Linked DNA regions of Mus musculus: region 1 is linked to region 2. Evidence: chromatin contacts called from public HiChIP or PLAC-seq data. All regions are on one chromosome and are shown on one strand. Each heading gives the region's core, a stretch centred on a gene start, on an enhancer-like site or on the middle of the called end of the contact. The rest is flanking DNA. Distances are from core to core; before and after follow the strand shown. Region 1 holds the start of Tns1 (tensin 1). Region 2 holds the start of 6030407O03Rik (RIKEN cDNA 6030407O03 gene).

Region 1 (6,745 bases), core at 1,487-3,986, 260 kb after region 2:
GGGAAGTGGGGGCATCTCACCAGAGTGAGGAAGGTAACCTGCATAGGAGACAGGGGTGCCACAGTGGGCAAAGGGGGCATCGTGAGCAGGAGAACAGCAAGGCTGAAAAGGGAGTCAGAGACATGAGCCCAGCAGGCCTCAGGGCAAGAAGTTGGCCCATGGGATGGGCTAGGCAGGAATGGCGGCTGGCACGTGTCTGTGGCAGTAGGAGGGCCCTGGCTGCCAGCCCAGATGCCTGGTAGCTTCTGAGCTGAGTTCCTGGGAGGGTGAGAGCCCAAGAGATGTTTATCCAGAACAAGAACGTGAGTATCACACCTCCTCCAGCAAGGGCTCTGGTGATAGGCAGAGGCTGCTCTTTCCTGGGCTGTATTCGTCTCCTGAGAGTTACCTGTGAATGGGGTCCTAGGTAAGCAAGAGAGCTGCCAGTCCAGCAGCCCCTGCTTGAGCCAGGACCTGGGCATAAGGCTGAGATGGAGCCTTATCCATACAGATAAGGGAGGGAATGAGTCACAGCAAGCTCTCCCAAGAGGCCCCTGGAAAACCAGCTCATCCAAATGCAGACAGACACTTGTCCCTGAATACAAACATCCCTGTCCCTGTCGCTGTCACACAGGGTACATACAAACCCTCCCACTCCTCCTCCCCTGACTCACCCACCTCCAGCGCCCGCCCCTGATTTCCTTCTCAGGTCGCAGCCCCAGTTATTCACCCCTGCCCACTCCCACATGACCAATGGGCATCCCCCCACCATGGCAAGGCTGGCTGCAGAGAGTGTGGGAGGGAGTAAGAGTCCTGAGCCCATAGAGAGACCACAGAAGGGTTGGGGCCATGTCTGAAGAGCAGCAGAATAAAACAGGAAAGTGGATGGTCAGCCTGGAGAGCTCTGCCAAGCAAGAGGTAGGAGCATCAAGGTATGTACAGTGGTGTCTGAGATGCCTCCCAGGGCTCTCTACTCGAATCCCCAACCCCCAGTGAGCAGCTCAGACTTACCCTCAAAGGGATAACCCAGGATCTGAGATAGGGAGAGCTACTGTCTCCTCATCAACCCTGGACATCTTGCAAGGTAGAGGAGTGAGAGGCTCTGAGCTGGGGTGGGGGTTGGAGAGGATATCCTAATGACTTTGGAGGGACAGGAAGCTAAGAGCTCTAGCATGTCACCCCAGTTCTGTGCCCATCACCAGGAACTGGGATACCCAATTCTTACTTCCAGGCTCCCCGAGTCCTCCCCCGGATTATTTCATGAGAATCCAGCTAGGACACCAGCCACTTTGGGACACAGATGACAATTCCGTCCCCAGATCTATCATTCATTGTGACCAGTCACTGTCTACCACCTTGCAGGATAGAGCGTTCCATTTACAAGTTCCCAACCCTGTGCCTCTGCCTGTGGCATATAACCACCAATATGCTCTCATCTGTGCCCTAGTGGTGTAGCCAGTCAAGTGGTGCAGAGGAGAGTCTTGGGCACTTGACGCACTCACAAAAACATGTGCATAAGTACATATTGCCATATCGGCCCGCCTCTGTCCGTATGGAGGTGCCCTGGGATGTGGTTGCAGGATGCACTTGGAGTCAACGCTAACTCTGCTGGCCTCCAGTGGAGAAGGAACTGAAGGGCCCCAGTCTCGCCCAGAACAAAGTCAGCACACCATCCCATGAGACTGCTCCTCCTATCCCGAGAGGGAGACTAGGGTTCTGCAAGGGCTGAACTAGAGATGGCCAGTCCCTGCTGATACAAAACACCATTTTTTTTCCTCTCCAGGAAAATACAGAGCCTATGCAAAGCCCGGGGTGTCCAGCCAGCCTGCTTCCCTGGTCATCACTATTTTTGCTCCTGGTCACTTTTCAGCATCCAGGTTCCAAGACTCACCGAGAAAAGAATAGGAGGGAGGAGAAAGGGGGACTCTACTGGACCCACCCACCTCCTCAGATCCTACTGTGGGCCCTGCTGGCTCTGACAGCCCCGTTCCTCCTGGTAGAAAACACCAAGACAGCCACCATTCTGCCCCCCCCCCCCCCACTCCAAGCTAAGAGGATATTAACCTTTCTCTCCTCACCCCAGCACCCTTGGGTGGTTCCAAATTCTCACTAATAGCCTGCTGCCTCCCTCTCTCTGCCTCTTGCTTTTTCCTCTTTCTTCTTGCTTGTTTTGGGTTTTTTGTCTTACTAGTTTTGGTGTTTGGGAGAGTTTGAGTTGGGGGATTTGGTTGGTTTTAGTTTGTTGGAGAAACGATCTCACTATGCTGGCCTTGGCTTAGAACCTCCCTGCTTCAATTTCTCTAGCAGTGGATCACAGACCTGGCACCAACGTCTCACAGGTATTTGCCCTTCAAGGACACCAGAGGCCCAGGTGTGACCTCCACAGAACTGACTGCAGGGCCCTCCCACTCTCCTACCTACACCTTCCCAGACTCCTTACTGTCCCAGATGGACCGGGCTCTGCCGTGCCCGCTGCCCGCATCCGGCCCACAGCTCCCTACCTGAAGCAGCAGCCGCCTCCTCGGGTCGGGCGCCGCACCCCCGGGCTCACAGCGCTCGGGCCGCGCGGGGCCCGGCGGAGTCCCGGGGGGCTGCGGGCCGCAGGAGGGCAGAGGCTCGAGCGCCTCGCAGCACACCAGGCTCACGGTGCAGCCCATCCGGCCCGGGACCCGGCGGGCCCGGGGCGGGGACGCGGACTACCCGCGAGCCGGCCCGCCCCCCAGCCCCAGCGACCTCTCGGCCCCAGGCGTCTGCGACGTGGGGAAGAAGGGCGACGCCCCCGGCCCGCCCCGTCGGAGTCCGCCTCCGCCTCCGCCACCGCTCTGCCAGGCAGTGGGAGTGCGGGGCCTGGCGAGGGGCGGCGACACGGACGCTGGAGGCAGAAGGCGGGGAGGGGACCCGAGGGCGCGGGAAGGCGGGAGGGGCGGCGGCGGGATCCCCGGGACAGGCTGAACTGGGAACGCAAGAGAGCGACGCCGTGACTAGTGAGCGACTGAGAGACTGACACCAGAGAAGGGATCTGAAGGGACAGAGACGGTGGCATGGAGGACGAGGGGAGCGCCGGGGTTAGATCTGGCTCTGCACCGGGCAGAAGGGCGGGACATGGAGCAGAGAACAGCACGTTTGGGGATCGCTCTGAGCCCTACTTACAAGTAGTTCCTCGAGCTCGTAAAAGTAGTTCTAGAAGTCCCTAACCCTTGGTTTTAAGTGACATGCCAGCCTGGCCTAGAAAAAGGATGACCCCAGCACCAGGAAGTTGAACGAGAGCAGCGGGAAAGACCACCCTACACCGAGCAGCCCACCTGGCGTTTCCATCCCCGGGAAGTGGGTACCAGGGCTGGAAGGAAGGCACCCCAACACTGACTGGGATCCCGCAGCTGGCTGGGGTAAGAGGAGGGAGAAAGACACTTGGTGGCCGTTTGCCCCTTCTCCCCACCTGTGTCACTTTCAGTCCAGTGACAGAAGAGACAACTCGAGAAAAGGAGCCCACTAGCGCTTCTGTCAGCCCCTTTCCGCCATCTACTGGCAACAAGACAGAAAGACAGGAGCAGGTGCCCGGGAAAGGAAGCCCCTGCCGGTGTTGTGTTTTGCCACCAACTGGCCTCATGCCAGATGACTTTGAGGAAGCCACCCATTCTGCCTCAGTGCCCTGATCTTTCTCTACCACTTCTCCCTGGCCAGGGTTGGTCCAGCCCCCTTCAGGCTGGGCTGAGTCACTCCCCAGGCAGGAGAGCTGGAAAAGACTGTGCAGAGCCCACAGTCACAAGGGACATACTCAGGCTACAGAATCCTGCCCACATCCCAAACAGACAAGCTTTTCTCAGGTGAGCACGGGAGTCCCTGGGCTTGGGGATTAGGTAGAGAGACCCTAGAAAAGGTCTGTAGAGAACTTCTTTTTTGTTTGTTTTTTGTTTTTTGTTTTTTTGAGACAGGGTTTCTCTGTATAGCCCTGGCTGTCCTGGAGCTTACTTTGTAGCCCAGGCTGGCCTCGAACTCAGAAATCCGCCTGCCTCTGCCTCTCCAGTGCTGGGATTAAAGGCGTGCGCCACCACGCCCAGCTTGTAGAGAACTTCTGTCTAACCCTTGGTGTACAGGTCAGGAAAGTGGAGCCTAAGAAAGGGTGACCAGTCCAGGACGGGACCTTTATCTTCTGACTCCCGATCCTGGGCCCCATGCACTGCTGTCCTAGCCTTTCTTTTCTTCTTTTCCCTTTCTTCCCCCCATGATCCACTGCTACAGGATCATGCCAGAGCTACCCTGCCCACAAACTCCAGCACTCCTGCCTGGGAAGCTGGACACCTGGCCTGGCTTTTGATGCCAGGATCTCAGCCTAAGCTCATTCAACATCCTTCAAGGGCAACAGTATCCCTCTCTGAGCCCCAGGACCCTTGAGAGACAGAAGTAGAGTTCTACGAGAGAGGGTGGTGGGATTCAAACCAGGCACCCTGCTCCCCACACCGAACATTGGTTCAGTCCCAATGTTGCACCCTCTGTCTACTTCTGCATGCTTTCCCAGAGAACATACATTTTCCACTCAGCTGGGGCCCTGGAAAGGATGAATGTGGGTCCCAAGGCAATGACACTCTGCTGAGGCTCAGGGGCTAGTCCGGGGGAAAGGAGGTGACAGTTCCCCTAGCTGGGTGTCCCCATGGTGCAGGCATTCTGTTCGACTCATAAGGAAGTCTGAGCTCAGCTTACAGCTTTGTGATACTGGGCTGAGATTTACCCTCTCTGTGCCTAGTCACCATGTGTAATGCTATGCTCTGGAGGCTACTAAGGGGATTGAATGAGACAAAGATGTCAGCAATGGCCAGGGTGACCAACACCAGTGATAGCTCAATAAGTAGAGACTGCTGATACCATTGCATGCACTAGCAAGATTTTGCTGAAAGGACCCAGATATGGCTGTCTCTTATGAGACTATGCCGGGGCCTAGAAAACACAGAAGTGGATGCTCACAGTCAGCTATTAGATGGATCATAGGGCCCCCAATGGAGGAGCTAGAGAAAGTACCCAAGGAGCTAAAGGGAACTGCAACCCTATAGGTGGAACAACAATATGAACTAACCAGTACCCCGGAGCTCTTGTCTCTAGCTGCATATGTATCAAAAGATGGCCTAGTCAGCCATCACTGGAAAGAGAGGCCCATTGGACTTGCAAACTTTATATGCCCCAGTACAGGGGAACGCCAGGGCCAAAAAGGGGGAGTGGGTGGGTAGGGGATTGTGGGGGTGGGTATGGGGGACTTTTGGGATAGCATTGGAAATGTAAATGAGGAAAATACCTAATAAAAAAAAGAAACAGAAAAAAATTAAGTAGAGGCCATATTCATGTCTTTATATCAGTCTTCAAGACACAACTGGCAGCTGGGTGGTGATGGAGCATGCTTTTAGTGCCAGCACTCAATAAGCAGAGCCCACCCTGGTCTACAGAACAAGTTCCAGGACAGCCAGGGCTACACAGAGAAACCCTATCTCAGAGAGAGAGAGGGAGAGAGAGACAGACAGAGAGGAGGAAGAGGAAGAGGAAGGAGGAGGAGGAGGAGGAGGAGGAAGAGGAAGAGGAAGAGGAAGAGGAAGAGGAAGAGGAAGAGGAAGAGGAAGAGGAAGAAGAAGAAGAAGAAGAAGAAGAAGAAGAAGAAGAAGAAGAAGAAGAAGAAGAAGAAATAATAATAACAACTGGGATTCCTTGCATTAAACTATAAAAGAAAAAAGAAAAAGAAAAGAAGGAAGAAAGAATTGTGCTTCATTCTGCCAGTTAACTCATTGTGTGACCCTGGTTTGCTCTCATTCCCTCTCAAGTCTAAACTCTCATCCCGTCCATATGTAAGGAAAGCAAGCAGCTGAACCCAGAGGATCACAGGGAATCCCATCACTTCCGAGTCTTCATGGCCAACAACGGGACCATCCTCAAGATCAGCAGAAGCCTGAAAAGTGAGTATGCCCTGTGAGATTTTTTTTCTGGGGCTGAGTTTCAGGAGACAGGAGGAGTCTGGAGAGCATCTCCCTTATAGGCCTGGCTCCCTGATGTCTGCTCTCTACCATCCGCCTCACAGATGCAGTCTCTGCCATCCTCCAGGGATATGGGGACGGGCAGGAGCCAGTGACAGAAACCAGCGCTGAGCTACACAGACTCTGTGGCTGCCTGGAGCTGCTACTGCAGGTGGGACCCTCTACCTTCCCTCCCCGCCCCTGCTGATTCCTTAGCTTTCAATACTCTGGAAGGCTTTCCCAGATGCATACCCAAGCCACTGTCTCCCTTGGTTATCAGGCACTGTCTGCTTTCTCAGTGAGCAAGTCTTTTGTGGCATAAACTTTCTTCCAGAAGCTAGGACTAATCCTCATTCTTTCCTTATTTTTATCTCCTGAGGCACTTGATATATAACATAAATATCTGATTTCTTGACAGTGAGCGGCACTTCTTACCACACTGCCTCCATCTCCCATAGCACACCAGGATTGCACTTGCCTCAGGGCCTTTATCTTTACAGAGCCTCTATCTGGAAAGCTATTCCCTAGATATTTACATGACATCAGTGCACATGGCCCTCAAGTCTGGAGACTTCCTCAAGCAATCTCTCTCTCTTTCTCTCTCTCCCTCTCCCTCTCTCTCTCTCTCTCTCTCTCTTTCTCTCCCTCTCTTCCCCTCCCTCCCCCTCCCCTCCCCTCCCCTCCCCTCCCCTCCCCTCCCCTCCCCTCCCCTCCCCTCCCCTCCCCTTCTCTTCTCTTCTCTTCTCTTCTCTTCTCTTCTCTTCTCTTCTCTTCTC
Region 2 (6,528 bases), core at 88-2,587:
AAAGAAAGAAGCAGAGGTTTGGTGTTGCTCGCTAGCACTCTGAGATAGCGATGGAGCAACAGGAAGGTGACAGCGGCGGAGCTTTCTAGATATCGACACCTGTTGTGGGAAAGGAAAGCACTCCCTGCTGGCCAGAGGGGAAACTGAGACTGAGCCGTCACTTGAAGCCTGGGACTGAGGGATGATGGGACATGAAGCTGAGTGGTCCTTTAAACTTAGCAAATAAAAATCTGGAGACTGTAAATCTTTCGTTTACGATTAACAGTGAATGCTCTTTAGCAATGTACTAGCCATGCACAGCGAGCAGGGTATCTGTGCAAAGAGCCAGGGAACTAACTGATGCTGCATTGGAGATTACAGAGGAGTTGGGGATACAGGTGGAATGCCCCAAATTAACCTGTAAGCCTCACCTGCCCCGTTCATTAACCAGTTCACTAGTTAAAGCTACTAGGTCTCTTCTTAAAAGAAGACAAACAGGTTCGCCTTGCCCATGAGCTTCATATTAAAGAATAAACAGGTTTCAGATGGTTTCTGCTAAAGAAGCCTGCTTTACAATGACTGCTTTCAATAACGAGTACTTATGTCTTTGGTAAATGACTAGATGAAAAAATTTCGTTCTGAAATATATAAAGATTTGAGAATAAAAAAAACTTGAATAAGTTATAAGGATCTCAAAAATGATTGTGGATATATAGAAATAAAAAAGGTTTCGGATTCCTTTTCCATTCTATGCTGTTATTGCCCTGAAATTTGGGGGGGGGGGGTGTCAGGATTTGATGAAGTACCAGCTGTTTTACTACTCAGTCACAAGCTCAGGATTTTGAGTTTTCTTTGGTTATCTTCTAGATATAGACTTAGAGGTGCTTTTTATTGGGTTAAAATATCTCTATCCAATTATACACCTGGCTCTTTAAACAGAAAAAAATTTTTTTCATGTTCAGAGAAAAATGCTACAGTTCTTACTAAGACTCAAAGGCGTAAGTCTGCTGCTTCACAGAGTCCCATCAACTGCTTTCCCTACCATGTGAATTTCAATAAAATGGCAACGCTGATCTATCTCCTTTTATGAACTGAAAATTCGCATGAGCTTCAGGGAATCAGAGAAGTCGTAAGACTTGGATCCACCTACCAGAGTCAAATGGACTCCGGACAGTACAGCCTGAGTTTCTGTATCTGTCTGTCCCTAAGAATGGAGTTTCCCCTGGTCTTGGGATTCCTCCCCCTCCCCGGTAACACAAAAATTTACCTTCTGTCCCGAGTCTATATTTGTCTCAACAGATTTTCACTTGGCTGACAGACTTCATCCAGGGATGCAAACTGCAGAGCTCTGGACTTGCTGAAAATTATGTAAACCAGTCCAGCCAACATGATTGCTCCTTGTGCCTTCAGCTGGATCAGCCAATCCAGTGCTTCTGACAAATGCCCCATTGTCCAGCCTTTCACTAGCCTCTCAGTCTTCTGGGGCCCTGGCAACAACACCCTAATGTCAGCTGGAAGTAGTTACGGAAGAAAATATGTTGTCTGTTACCCCACCTAACAGGCTGAAAATGCTAAGTCAAAGAGAAACTCTGTGGCATAGAGGACAAAATGGCTACCTATAAGCTGACTGACACATCAGAAAAATGGGCCCAGATTTGTCAACTCGTAGATTTATTAACTAAAATAGTTCTACAATATGATAGGATACTTAACCTGCTTTATGCAAAATAAAAAGTATTATGTGCCTTTAAAAATATTTCTATACAAATCATTCAGGACTATAATTTGGCTGTACTCAAGAAACATTGCAAAAAGGGACCTGAGATAAAATAAATGACTGGTTTCCCATCCATGTCCAGGCTCCTTCTAGATAGTAACTCTAATGGTTAGTAGATCTAAAATATAAACAAGTACCCATCATAGGATCAAAGACTTGAGAGGCAACACCAGGGGGAATGTAATGCCCAAATTTAACCTGTAAGCCCTATCTGCTCAGGACAACAGGTAACTTCCTAGAATGCTGGGAACTGTAGTTCTTGGAAAATAACAAAGCCTCATGGGAAAGTACCATGACCTATAGGTTTGTCCTTATAAACCCCTTCAACATAACCCAGGGCTCAAGGCCACTCTCTGCTGAGAAATTTCAGGAATGGTCCTGACCAAAGCCCTTATCTTGGTCAGTATTTAATATTTAATAAAGCTTGCTTTTAAGCTTGCCCCAAAATGGTGAGATTGGTTTTGCTTCAACGAATCTCATGATTAACATAGCAAATAAGCAATATACTAGGAATGGTGATCCCAGTATCTCCCAAAGAGATAGAAGTGGGACATACAGGAGATAGAGCAACAACAAAAACAGGAGTCAGAGAGAGAAGAGGGAGGGGGGGTAGGAAGAGAAGAAGGAAAGGGAGACTATTATGGTCTGTATGCTTTTGTCTATCCAAGGGTCATACACTGAAACTCTAACGCCGATAGGATAGTATTAGGAGGTGGGGCTTTGAAGGGTAATTAGGTTTAATGAGATGGTGGGGGGTGGACCCCATGATACCATTTGTGTCTTTATAAGAAGTAGATCAGAGCTTACTGTCTCCATCTTGTCAGTGTAACTGGCCCTGCAGAAATGAAGACATTCTAAAGAGACAATTATGTCTCTTGCTCTATAAGACGACGGAAGCAATGGACCCCAGAGAAATGAGGGCTTCCCCAGGAATTTTATTCTGGGAGAAAAATAGGGCACCAGCCAAAAGGGGGAACTCATCTCCGGAAACAGACTTCACACAGTTCTAAGGACTTGTGAGACCTCCTTACAGAATGAGAGGTGAAGCCCAGTGACGTCAGTGGTGGGCGGGACCGTGCCTTCACCAGACCGATTAGATGTGCACATCCTTGTCTCTCTATTTAAACACTGATCCCACTTCAGGACCAGAAGGATGTGAGAGGTTTGCTTGGATCTCTTCCCAGTGTGGCCACATTAAATAACTCCCTTTCTTTGCTTTGCTTTTAATTAAGCACTTTTAATTGACTTATTGATGACAGGTAGCACTGACTTGGGACATAGATTGTGACACACACACACCCAACTTTAACAACATGACGACAGAAGATGACCAACTGACAACTAAGAAGAGAACATTCAGGGCACATAGGGAAGCACCAAGCCAACACCACAGCCCTGTGTCAGTATGTACGAGATGGGATGGGAGAGAAACAGGAGAGCCTGTGAACATAGTGGAGCATGTGTCCTTATTATATGTTGGAGCATCTTCTGGGTATATGCTCAAGCGTGGTATAGCTGGATCAGTACTATGTCCAATTTTCTGAGGAACCACCAAACTGATTTTCAGGTTGTAGCAGCTTGCAATCCCACCAGCAATGGAGTAGTGTTTCTCTTTCCCCACATCCTCGCCAGCATCTGCTGTCCCCTGAGTTTTTTATCTTAGCCATTCTGACTGGTGTGAGGTAGAATCTCAGGGGGTTTTTTGACTTGCATTTCCCTGATGACTAAGGATGTTGAACATTTCTTTAGGTGCTTCTCAGCCATTCAGTATTCCTCAGTTGAGAATTCTTTGTTTAGCTCTGTACCCCATTTTTAATAGGGTTATTTGGTTCTCTGGAGTCTAACTTCTTAAGTTCTTTGTATATATTGAATATTAGCCTTCTATCAGATGTAGGGTTGGTAAAGAACTTTTCCCAATCTGTTAGTTGCCATTTTGTCTTATTGACAGTGTCCTTTGCCTTACAGAAGCTTTGTAATTTTATGAGGTCCCATTTGTCAATTCTTGATCTTACAGCACAAGCCATTGGTGTTCTGTTCAGGAAATTTCCCCTGTGCCCATGTGCTCAAGGCTCTTCCCCACTTTCTCTTCTATTAGTTTCAGTGTATCTGGTTTTATGTGGAGGTCCTTGATCCACTTGAACTTGAGCTTTGTACAAGGAGATAAGGATGGATTGATTTGCATTCTTCTATATGCTAACCACCAGTTGAACCAGCTCCATTTGTTGAAAATGATGGGTTTTTTTTCCACTGTATGGCTTACACATACACATCTTGAACTATCTTTTCATGTCTTTTCTGTTTAAATGACAAATATAATATTGTAGTTTTTAGACAAACCAATTAAAACTATTATTTCACTAGTGGATAATAATTATACAGAACAATTTCTCCTAAAATTTTATATTAAGAGATCACCTAAATTTCACATTACAATGTGTATGTGCATTTAACTTTTTAAAACAATGTATTCCCTAATTTGGGTTTTTTAGAAGTTTTCTTTCAAACACCTGGGTGTGATTTTTTTTTCTGATTTGTCCTGATTGGGACTCACTCTGCATTCTGTAACTGTAGGTCACTGTTTTTAATTGATTTTAGAAAATCAGTGGGGAAAGGTATTATTATTTATTTTTAAATCTGTATTTGCTAATTCCCACCTCTGGTCTTGTTTATATTGATTTGTTTCTCCTAACTATACCTTATATTTTTTCATATTTTCATTTATATAGCATATTTTTAATCTTGGAAACAACTTCAAATATTCAGGCAAGTTAAAATGAAGTAAATCCTTTTTAAAATAATAATAATAGTTATTATTGATGTCATCATCATTATTAATACTACTACTACTATTATTCAGTCTTAATATGTAGCCCGTGCAGGACCCTACATAGTCCATGTAGCCTTAAATTTGTGATCCTCCTGGCTCTCTAAACTATTCCAGAGTAAATTTCTAATAAGAAGTCCTTTTGCCCATGTATTAGTCAGGGTTCTCTAGAGTCACAGAACTTATGGATAATTTCTAAATAGTAAAGGAATTTATTGATGACTTACAGTCGGCAGCCCAATTCCCAACAATGGTTCAGTCGCAGCTGTGAATGGAAGTCCAAGGATCTAGCAGTTACTCAGTCTCACGCAGCAAGCAGGCGAAGGAGCAAGAGCAAGAGCTAGACTCCCTTCTTCCAATGTCCTTATATTGTCTCCAGCAAAAGGTGTAGCCCAGATTAAAGGTGTGTTCCACCACACCTTTAATCCAGATGAAAGGCATAGCCCAGATTAAAGGTGTGTTCCTTAACTCGGAGATTCAATCTTCTGGAATCCATAGCCACTATGGCTCAAGATCTTCAAACCAAGATCCAGATAAGGATCTCCAAGCCTCCAGATAAGGGTCACTGGTGAGCCTTCCAATTCCGGATTGTAGTTCATTCCAAATATTGTCAAGTTGACAACCAGGAATAGCCACTACAATCCACCCCTTGTCAACTTGACACAAATAATATCTCATGTTCACATGAAACAATAACAAGGTTGTAAATACGCCTAACATGATATAACTATCCCTCGTACAATCGCAAACGCATTAGTAAATTTACAATGGGCATTCATATTACTTTATAATCCTCGTTTCTGCAACTGGTTACGTGGCCTTAATTGGTATTTATAACTACCTTCCTCTACTACCCATTCTGTATTTCCTTCACCTTCAGCCAGCACCTCAGCAGGTCTTGGCTCTTTTCCTGGAGGATTGACCCATACCTTCATTCCTGATGGGTCTGCGTCCTTTGTCATCCTGCTTGGATTAGGCTGTTGTAGTTTCCCATTGACTTTAATCACAGGACATGGTAGTACTAAGAGACGCCCTAAGGGATCTCCTGCACTCCAGACATAATCTTGCTTACCACCATTGTGAAGAGGTAATCCAATTTCCCCATGGTAATCTGGATCTATCACCCCTCCTAACACTGTTATTCCTTTTTTAGCCTGTTGGTTTAAGGGCATTAGAAGCCCAAAATGACCAGGGGGAAGTCTGAGCTTCCAGTTCAATGAAATGTTTGTTGTAGCTCCTGGTAGGAGCACTCCCCTCTCTGGAGCCAAAACTTCTAAGCCAGCAGAACCTAGAGTTATGGGGACAGGAAGCAAAAATTTTCCTAGAGGGTCACTAGGAGTGATAGTAAGTGGAACTATTCCGTTTTCCACCCCTTGATTCCTGGACCCATGAATCCTGGCTATGGGTGAAACTGTACCATATATCGAGCGCTGATTCAAAGCATATACTGCCTTCTGAAGAACTCTGCCCCAGCCTTCCAAGCTGTTACCACCTAATTGGCGCTGTAACTGCGTCTTCAAAAGGCCATTCCATCTTTCTATCAGCCCAGCTGCTTCAGGATGATGGGGAATGTGGTAAGACCAGTGAATTCCATGATCGTGAGCCCACTGTCGTACTTCTCTGGCTGTGAAATGAGTTCCTTGGTCAGAAGCAATACTGTGTGGAATACCATGACGATAGATGAGGCATTCTGTCAGTCCGTGAATGGTGGTTTTAGCAGAGGCATTACGTGCAGGAAAGGCAAATCCATAACCAGAATAAGTATCTACTCCAGTAAGAACAAAACGCTGTCCTTTCCACGAAGGAAGTGGTCCAATGTAGTCAACCTGCCACCAGGTTGCTGGCTGGTCACCTCGAGGAATGGTGCCATATCTGGGGCTCAGTGTTGGTTTCTGCTGTTGGCAGATCTGGCAATCAGCAGCAGCTGTAGCCAGGTCAGCCTTGGTGA

Evidence for each region. HiChIP or PLAC-seq counts read pairs in DNA pulled down with a chosen protein or histone mark.
Region 1: a contact with region 2 is called in an H3K4me3 HiChIP or PLAC-seq map of embryonic stem cells, with 6 times the contacts expected there. The contact joins the promoter of Tns1 here to the promoter of 6030407O03Rik in region 2. A contact is called at or near these places in 1 of 115 datasets of contacts at active chromatin or transcription factors (embryonic stem cells) and 1 of 9 other capture datasets (embryonic stem cells).

Annotation. Positions count from the first base shown.
Region 1 is chr1:74,121,812-74,128,556 of GRCm38.p6, forward strand. Tns1 (tensin 1) reads right to left here and starts at 2,737. Exons shown (of 33, transcript NM_001289895.2): 1 at 2,481-2,737. The coding sequence starts at 2,636. It overlaps Rufy4 (RUN and FYVE domain containing 4), which reads left to right and starts at 3,730. Exons shown (of 12, transcript NM_001170641.1): 1 at 3,730-3,803; 2 at 5,781-5,912; 3 at 6,035-6,141. The coding sequence starts at 5,867.
Region 2 is chr1:73,863,129-73,869,656 of GRCm38.p6, forward strand. 6030407O03Rik (RIKEN cDNA 6030407O03 gene) reads right to left here and starts at 1,338. Exons shown (of 9, transcript NR_045311.1): 1 at 1,247-1,338.